Linked DNA regions of Zea mays: region 1 is linked to region 2. A link is a contact called in public Hi-C data. All regions are on one chromosome and are shown on one strand. The core of a region is the stretch at or near the end of the contact, and the rest is flanking DNA. Distances in the headings are between cores, read along the strand shown.

Region 1 (4,111 bases), core at 1,358-3,857, 600 kb after region 2:
CGACCTGAGACGTGGTCTCCCATTCCGGTTATGGTGGGTACAAGTGCGGTCACTACACGACGGCAGTCGGAGTCAGTGAGGCATTGTACTCCAAGGCGCTGAGCCCTGATCTGTTGACGGGAAATCGATGGGGACGGTTGATATGTGTGGGGACGGAGTGCCTCGCCACGTCGTGTGTTTAGGTTTACCTTGCAAGGTTTAGAAACTCGATTCGAATCGTCTGCTTCTCGCAGCTAATGAGACTGCTTGATCCATGCTGCTACATTGAGTAATAAGTGGAAATGTGTTGATTGGCAAAAGATGTTGATTGCTAAAATGCTTGATACCATGTATGATTAGCTAGGTACATATTTAGTCTTAAGAGAATCACACTAAAACTTGAAAAGCTAAACTTGATTTTAGACTCAGCTAGTGCTTTTGGCAAACCAACCCCTCAGCCAAACAACTGCATGTCTAGAGGTAGAGGAGTAGACTCCCCACACCGGGTAAGTCTAGCTGAGTATTAGTATACTCAGCCTTGCTTGTGGCATAATTTTTTTACAGGTTCTCTGGAGGATATGGTTGCTGGAGTGACTTGGGCGTCCATCTTGCCACCGGGTTAGACAATCGAGTGGGACCCTAACTCAGCAGGGGAGGAGCATGAGGAGTGATGGGCCAGGCTTCCCCATCCCTCCGGTTATTTATCGTTAGTTAACTTCCACTGCATTTCGAACAATGGTCATTAATTTTGCAAAACTCCAATGATGTTGTAATAACCTTAAGCACTTCCTTAGTGTATGGTTTTATGCTTTATTGTATTTGATCTATGCCTCACCTTCGAGTGAGTACGTGGTACTTGATCCTGTTAGTGGCCTTGTCGGACTAGATCCGAGGGACTGACGTCTTATTCCCATTTAAGTATGGTCTAGCCTCTAAGGTGGGACTTAAGCACTTAAGTTGGAATAATTCGGGTAGTTCCACCACACCGCATCGGGGAGGAGAGGTCCTAGGCTTTGTCTTGGGATCGGCAGGCCACCCAATACGCCTCTAGTCGACGTAGAGCCGAAGAGATGTGAAGATTTGAGGTAGAGAAAGGCTAAACCAAAACTACTCCTAATGCATAAGATAAAAACGAAATATATATTGTTGATTATTGATTCGATTGTTTCCCTCCAATTGTCGTAGTCCTCCATATATATATATATATATATATATATATATATATATATATATATATATATATATATATATATATATATATATATATATATATATATATATATATATATATATATATATATATATATATATATCCCAAGCTAATTCTGCGGTTTTAGCTAGCAAAACTCACAAAAAACTCGAAACCCTAACTGATTCTGCGCGCGCACGAACCATCCGGCCTGGGGGTCGGACCGTCCGCTGCCTGTTTTGGTGCCCAATGGACTGTTAGGCACATTTTCCTTTCACCTTTAAAGTTGTAGGGAACATGACTCTTGATGCTATTGTTAGATCCAAATTGATCTCCACGAGAGCCCTATCCACTAGATTTAAAACACAACATTTTATACTTTTGGTCTGAGTAGTACGAGGGATGATGGTATCGATTTAAAACACAACATTATATATATCCCAAGCTAATTCTGCGGTTTTAGCTAGCAAAACTCACAAAAAACTCGGAACCCTAACTGATTCTGCGCGCGCACGAACCATCCGGCCTGGGGGTCGGACCGTCCGCTGCCTGTTTTGGTGCCCAATGGACTGTTAGGCACATTTTCCTTTCACCTTTAAAGTTGTAGGGAACATGACTCTTGATGCTATTGTTAGATCCAAATTGATCTCCACGAGAGCCCTATCCACTAGATTTAAAACACAACATTTTATACTTTTGGTCTGAGTAGTACGAGGGATGATGGTATCGATATTCCCTCACCTTCACGCTTTAGGGATTTGTTCTAAAGTGCACATCGAATATTCAAGTGCCAATTACAATTACTAAATATAATCTAATTACAAAACTAAAGACTAAATGATAAAAGAAAATTTTTTAAGCCTATTTCATTTATGATTAGTAAATGTTTATTATAGCATTACATGGTCGAATATTGATTAATTAGGTTTAATAGATTTATCTTATTATTTAGTCCTTATATATGTAGTTGATTTTATAATTAAACTATATTTAGTATTTTTAAATAATATCTAAACATTATAACTAAAAAAAACCAAACAAACCATTGATAGATGGATCAGGACGCGTGCTAATGGGCTCAAACCAGACCCGAGATCAGCCCAATCAGCCCAACAGATAACGGTATCCGCTAGGAAGAAATACCCGCTTTACACAATGAAAAGCACCACAACCGTTCCTTTTTTTTTTCCCGACATGTAGCTATTATTACATGAACAAACTTGGTGTGGGTGTGCACCTCCATTGCCCAAGTATTTGATCCTATTTGAACTAAGATTTGGGCACGTTAATGAAAAGGTAGAAATTACTCTATGGACTATTGTTTGTTTACAAACAAAAGAACAACTGCCACTAAAATTTCAGCAAGAAGGTGCGTATCTCCATGGGTCCTAGTTCAACGACTAGAGCCCTACTGTCAACTGGGCCACCTTTTACTGCGGCAGGACCAGTTTCAGTGTTCCCAATGACCCTCCAGCTGAGCTTCTTCATGTCTGACTTCTTTTGGTTCGCGGAGAGGCTAGTCTCCGTCAATTCCTTGATCTGCACATACATTTGATTTGAACGTCACTAACATTTAATTGGAATAGAACGTCCAAGTTATAAAAATCTATCAGCCCCGTTTGTTTGGTTGGAATTCAATTCCATTTTGATAATTATAATTTAGACAAAACTAATTAAGTTCATATATTTATATACGTAATATATTTGTATATTATCGTAAATCATATGAAAGAGATAGTTATATAATACATTTATGTTATAGCGAATCAAGTAGACGATTATGCTATAAGTTGTACATCGGAAAAATAACATGTAAATCTATAAAATTAATTTTCATCTCTTATCACAGGAATTTGAGATAGGCTTATATGATAACTTTTAAAAGTGGTGAAATGTTATATTCTAAAAGAATAGCATATTCTATTAATAAAATTTCAATTCCTCAAAATAAAAGAAAACAAATAGGACCTCAGAGTTATTTGGGGACACCTTCATTTTTTGTTTTCTTTCAAATATATGAGCTGCAGCAAGTTCTCTACTTACAGTTCTCTTTCCGAACACCTTTTTCAGATCAACCTTTGCCACCTTGGAATATCTCGGGTCCTCAGCAGCCTACAGACCCGGCAAATATTGACTAGTATCGATGATTCATTATCAAGGAGAGGAAAAATAACAAAATTTTAAATAAACTACAAACATACTTGAAAGAGATGGGCCAAGCGGAGTAGTGTGGTACCATCATCTAGATTCTGAAATGTTGAGACGAACAGGTAAATTTGTAACGGAAAATATACAAGTAATCGGATGCAAAGTAATGGGAAGGAGGAGAACAGGTACAGTGATACCTGCAAAGTAACAATGGCGACATTATCAGGAAGGCTGTAGTTGGCATTCATCATACCAGCTTTGGCCACGCTGTAGGATTTCGAGCTGGTCTCATCCTGTAATTAACAAGAACAAATTGTTAACTTGGACGGCATGAAAACACAGAGCAGAAAGGTTCAGAGGGCAAGCGGATGTACCTCATGAGTGAAAGCAAGGAGAAAGGGTGAGTAGACTTGCTGGCCATATGTACGTCGCCAGTGAGCTCCATGCCCTAGCTTCTCGACATTGACGTAGTAATTGCCCCTGGCCTGTGGTGTTTTTGGAAGGATTACGGTAGCTATCAGTGACTGGATAGCAGGATATAATAGAGACAGAACTGAATGTGTGTACCGTAAGCCCTTGGCAATCTTGATCCACGCAAACCACCTCGTCAAGTGGCTCTCCGACACCCCTGCCATCATCCTTAAGTAAACGCCTGAAATTAGTTGACAACATCTGTGGTTAGACTAGAGAGAGTTTCAGTCTGGAAGGGGATTAGTAATACTGAGCACACGCCACTTTAGCTGATACCTGTGTAGCATAATCTCTAGCTGACCATCCTGAATGCTTGATGCTCCG
Region 2 (4,034 bases), core at 1,203-3,702:
GCATGAACCAAAGCAATCATTTTTTTCCTTACTTCCCTGTGGCTTGTGCTCTCATCTTCCTATCCTTTGTGGTCCTTGGTATCCTCAGAATCCTCCAATGCTTATCCATGTTATCTTGTGTGGGGTATCCTTGTATCTGCTAGTACTCACAATTTGGGAGACAGGCTGTGTACCTTTGAGTGAGTACGACATGGATGTTTTTGTAACAGCATAGTCGACATGTTGGTCCATGCTTTGGCACTAGCTAGTACTATTTACTGTACATGATAGGGATCCATGGCCAAGGTAGGTAGGTATATGGTGTGCTTCCAAAATAAGTATCCATCAAATTAAGCCTCCTGATTTTGAATATCTGCCCACTGACGTTGTCAAAGCAGTTCATTTTATAAGCGGGCCATATATAGACTTTATGAATTAAATTAACAATATATATTGTGCAGGTCGAGTAATTGTATTTAGAGAATCGATTATATATATACAGTGAAGCCATAAGCAGACGAGGACCGAATCGGAGGCGATGGAATTAGCACGCACAAGCAGCAAGTGGTGGTTCTTACCTGCTCGACGACGATGAACTTGCGAGCAGGATCCTTGGCGAGCGCGTCCACCACGGAGTCGAGTGTGTTCATCACACACGCGCCCTGCCAGGAGCCGGTGCGTGAGAATTATTAACTGAAATGACAGGAAGCAGCAGGAAGAAGGCGGCAAGGTACCTGGATGGAGTTGTTGGATCCGACGTAGTACTGGTCGATGGTCATGAGCCACCCGACGTCGTCGTGCGAGTGCGGCACCAAGTGCACGTTCAGCTTGTTCCCCACCGCGGTGCCTCCACCACCACCCGGCGTGCTCCTATTGTTGCACCCCTCCGTGAACGCCGATGCCTCCATCACCATCGGCGTTGCTGCTGCCACCGCGAGCGCTACAAGGGCTACCAGCAGAAGCGTCGGCGCCATGATGGCGTGGAGTGGGAATTCGCCTACAGCGCAGACCCGTTGGTTTCTTGGAGTTGGCGTTTCTTTTGTGATGAGTACCGGGCCCTGCCCTCACGATGGGCTCCTTCGTAACCAACCAACCAGCTGTGGTCACCCTGCCTGCAGCCAAACGCTGTGCTATATAGCTTGGACCTCGTTGCTACTAGTCTGTTTATGACCAAAATAAGCTAAAATTAAAAGCTAAATCATGTATATTGTTTAGCAACTTTTTTGGCCACACTTCTTCCCACTGTCTCCATTTGTACTAAAATGTAAAATTTAGATCAGAGTATGTAGTTTATCTTCACATTTTCCCGCTATTTGTACAGCTTCTTGAGAAAGTGTTTTCCTTAGAAGTTATACCTGGTGGGACCTTTGTATCTTCGGCAAGACTTAAGGCTCCAACAAGACCTCATATTAATCATCAACAGACGTGCTACAAAAAAAGTTATTAAACAGAAGTTCCATGTAAATTCTTGTGAAACGCTGTATAAAATAAAAATCTATATCCTCAAAAACCCAAAAATATATTATTGATAATAATAGCCATTTGGTTCATCTATTTTCCAAAAAAAATATCCATTTACAAAACAACATTAAGCAACACCTAAATATACATCTAAATACCAACTATGTGGATATAAAATAACACATAAATTTGCATATAAATTATGAATCACCTAAGTGTGATAATAATCTAAATCACCCCATAAATTCGCATCTAAATCCACTTTTTCCATTATGAAACATAAATTAAGTATCCTCTCAGATCTATATCTAAATTACCAGCATTTACTGATATGAAAAATACTGAAATATCATAAATTATGTCTATATATGTTTCTGAATTATCCGCAACTATTACTATCAAAATCTTCTCGGACCTCTGCTCCTCACGCCGCCGCTTATCTTCTGGGACCTCCGCTCCCGCGCGTGATATTGTCATGGACGTCGGGGTCGCCAGGCCGCAGCGGATGGGAGGCGCTGCCATGACATCGCGGCCCTGCGCACGCGAGCCAGGGTCCCGAGCGCCGCCGCGCCTTTCTTCTCTGCGCCAGACGCGGATCTTGCGCCGCCGCTCACAGATGGCCGCAAAGGGCGCGCAGTCCATCCTGTGCTTGCGCCGGCCGCCGCGTTCACGGGTTGCGCTGGCTCGCCATGGCCGAGCCGCGCGGGAGCTCATGCTTTTACGGTGGACTAGTTGCGGTGGATATGAGAGGAGGCCTCTCCCTCCCGTCTTCCGCGCGCGAGCCAGGCGATTTAAGTGGCAGCGGCCGCAGTGCCGCACCTTGGTGCCAGCCACGAGCTCCTGCTCACGCGCCTCATGGGCTCACATGCCGAGAGCGCGCGGCCACAGAGGCCGCCGCGGGCGAACTCCGCCGGGAGGCCATGCGCCAATGCGCTGTATTTCTCTGGACTCGGAGTGTAGCGGTGGCCACACGGCCCGCCGCTGCCGCCCTCCGAGCGCGCGGGCCCCGTGCGCATGTGCCATTGTCATTCTCCTTTTTTATTCTTTCTTCTAAATTAGTGTACGCTGATAGCGCGTTGCTACAGAGTCAACATGTACCGGTAAGATACAATAAGATGTAGAAGCGCTATAATAAAATACATTGATATATAAAAACAATTATTTTTATTCTATACTTTTGTTAGTTACATACTAAAAAATATAGCATAATGACTGTGCGTTGCAATGACACGAATTCGATAAAATGTTAATGTACAACAAGTGCACAAAAAACTAATAGCATACGTTATTATAGATCTCAATTTTTTACATCCTAATTTTATATCAGACTCACATCTTATTATTATTTTGTTATGCCTCTTTTGGAACACGGGATTTTCCACTTCCATATGGTTTTTTAGTGAAAATTAATTGATTCCTATGAAATCTCATGTACGATTCCTATAAAATCTTGCGTTCTTTCGAGATCATCTAGAGAAGTGAATAGGTGATCCTGCAAAATAATCACTAAAAACCATAAACTTGATCTAGAATAAGAGTTAGTACAAAATAAATCAAGTTTGAGGAAGTGAGAAAAGTTCCCTTCGCTTGATTGCACTTTTAAGATATAAATTAAACTAAGAGCAATATCACAAGTGAACTTTGAGAACTTAGGAAGGTAGACAATCGCAAAAAACTAAATGAACATAGGACACAAGCGATTTTATCCTGTGGTCCGATCAAGCTAAAATGTTTGCCTACATTTACATCGTGGTGTCTATAAGGGTTGCTTTCAGCCCCTCTCAAATGATCCAAAAATCAAAACTTAAGTGACATTGTCTTCCTTATCAATATGAATCCCTTTAGCAAGGAATCTCTACAAATTGGAGTCTCTTACAGCCGTACAAGAATTACAGTTACAAAGTTGAGCACAAGGAAGGGAGAGAATACATACAAGAGCAAACGCAACAACACAACGCTAGAAAGAATATCACGAGAGTGCAAACACAATTGTCACAAGAAAACGACACAAAATAGTGCTCGGATATCACTAGAATCGCTAAACAGCGTCGTGGCAGAGTGTCGGAGTTGTGAATGCTCTTGGAGTTCTTGGTACTGAAGGAGATCGACATGGGGTCCTTTTATAGCCCCAAAAGGTCCCATAGTCATTGCTGCTTCCTTGTAAAAATGTGTCAAATTTGGCTGACTACGGGTGCATCGGACCGGTTCGATGCACCACCGGACCAGGTCCACGTGCCCCAGTCCAGGATCTGATCGTGTGCTTTCCTATTTTGGCAGGCAACATCAACCTCGTCGCGCTCCGACAGCGAGGGGGTGGAATAGGTGGAGTGGCAGAGGGACTAGCGATAGTGGTGGTAGGAGTGGCGGAGGCTACGGGTGTGATGGAAGTTGTGGGTGTAGCTGCGGTGCAGGAAAGCTCTGGAGTAGTGGAAGTGGTAGGGGTAGGAGTGCAAGCGGAGCTGAGGCTAGTGGAGCAGAAGTTGGTGGAGTAGGTGAGGGGTCTAGGACAGCCGGGGGAGTGCGCAGACGAGAAGACTGTTGTTGTATCTAAATGGAAGTTGATCAGCACCAATGTGAATTTGCCCTCCCTACTT

What was found. A called contact is a pair of places that touch in the nucleus more often than the background predicts.
Region 1: a contact with region 2 is called in a Hi-C map of leaf, with 6 times the contacts expected there. The contact joins the enhancer-like site here to the promoter of LOC103638174 in region 2. A contact is called at or near these places in 6 of 25 Hi-C or Micro-C datasets (bundle sheath, ear, leaf and 2 more).

The regions. Positions count from the first base shown.
Region 1 is chr1:119,486,889-119,490,999 of Zm-B73-REFERENCE-NAM-5.0, forward strand. LOC103638195 (alpha-mannosidase) reads right to left here. Exons shown (of 29, transcript XM_008661190.4): 23 at 4,064-4,111; 24 at 3,884-3,968; 25 at 3,691-3,801; 26 at 3,514-3,609; 27 at 3,370-3,417; 28 at 3,212-3,280; 29 at 2,299-2,707. The coding sequence ends at 2,519. Among protein-coding and RNA genes, the nearest start is that of LOC103638195, 13 kb to the right of the region's middle. Within about 2 kb of position 2,608, at least 6 of the 20 cell types and tissues checked have an H3K27ac peak or open chromatin away from gene starts, as enhancers often do. A contact at or near this core is called in leaf and tassel, where this site is marked.
Region 2 is chr1:118,883,563-118,887,596 of Zm-B73-REFERENCE-NAM-5.0, forward strand. It overlaps LOC103638174 (alpha-mannosidase), which reads right to left and starts at 2,453. Exons shown (of 31, transcript XM_008661157.4): 1 at 1,856-2,453; 2 at 1,335-1,407; 3 at 714-1,091; 4 at 558-641. The coding sequence starts at 953.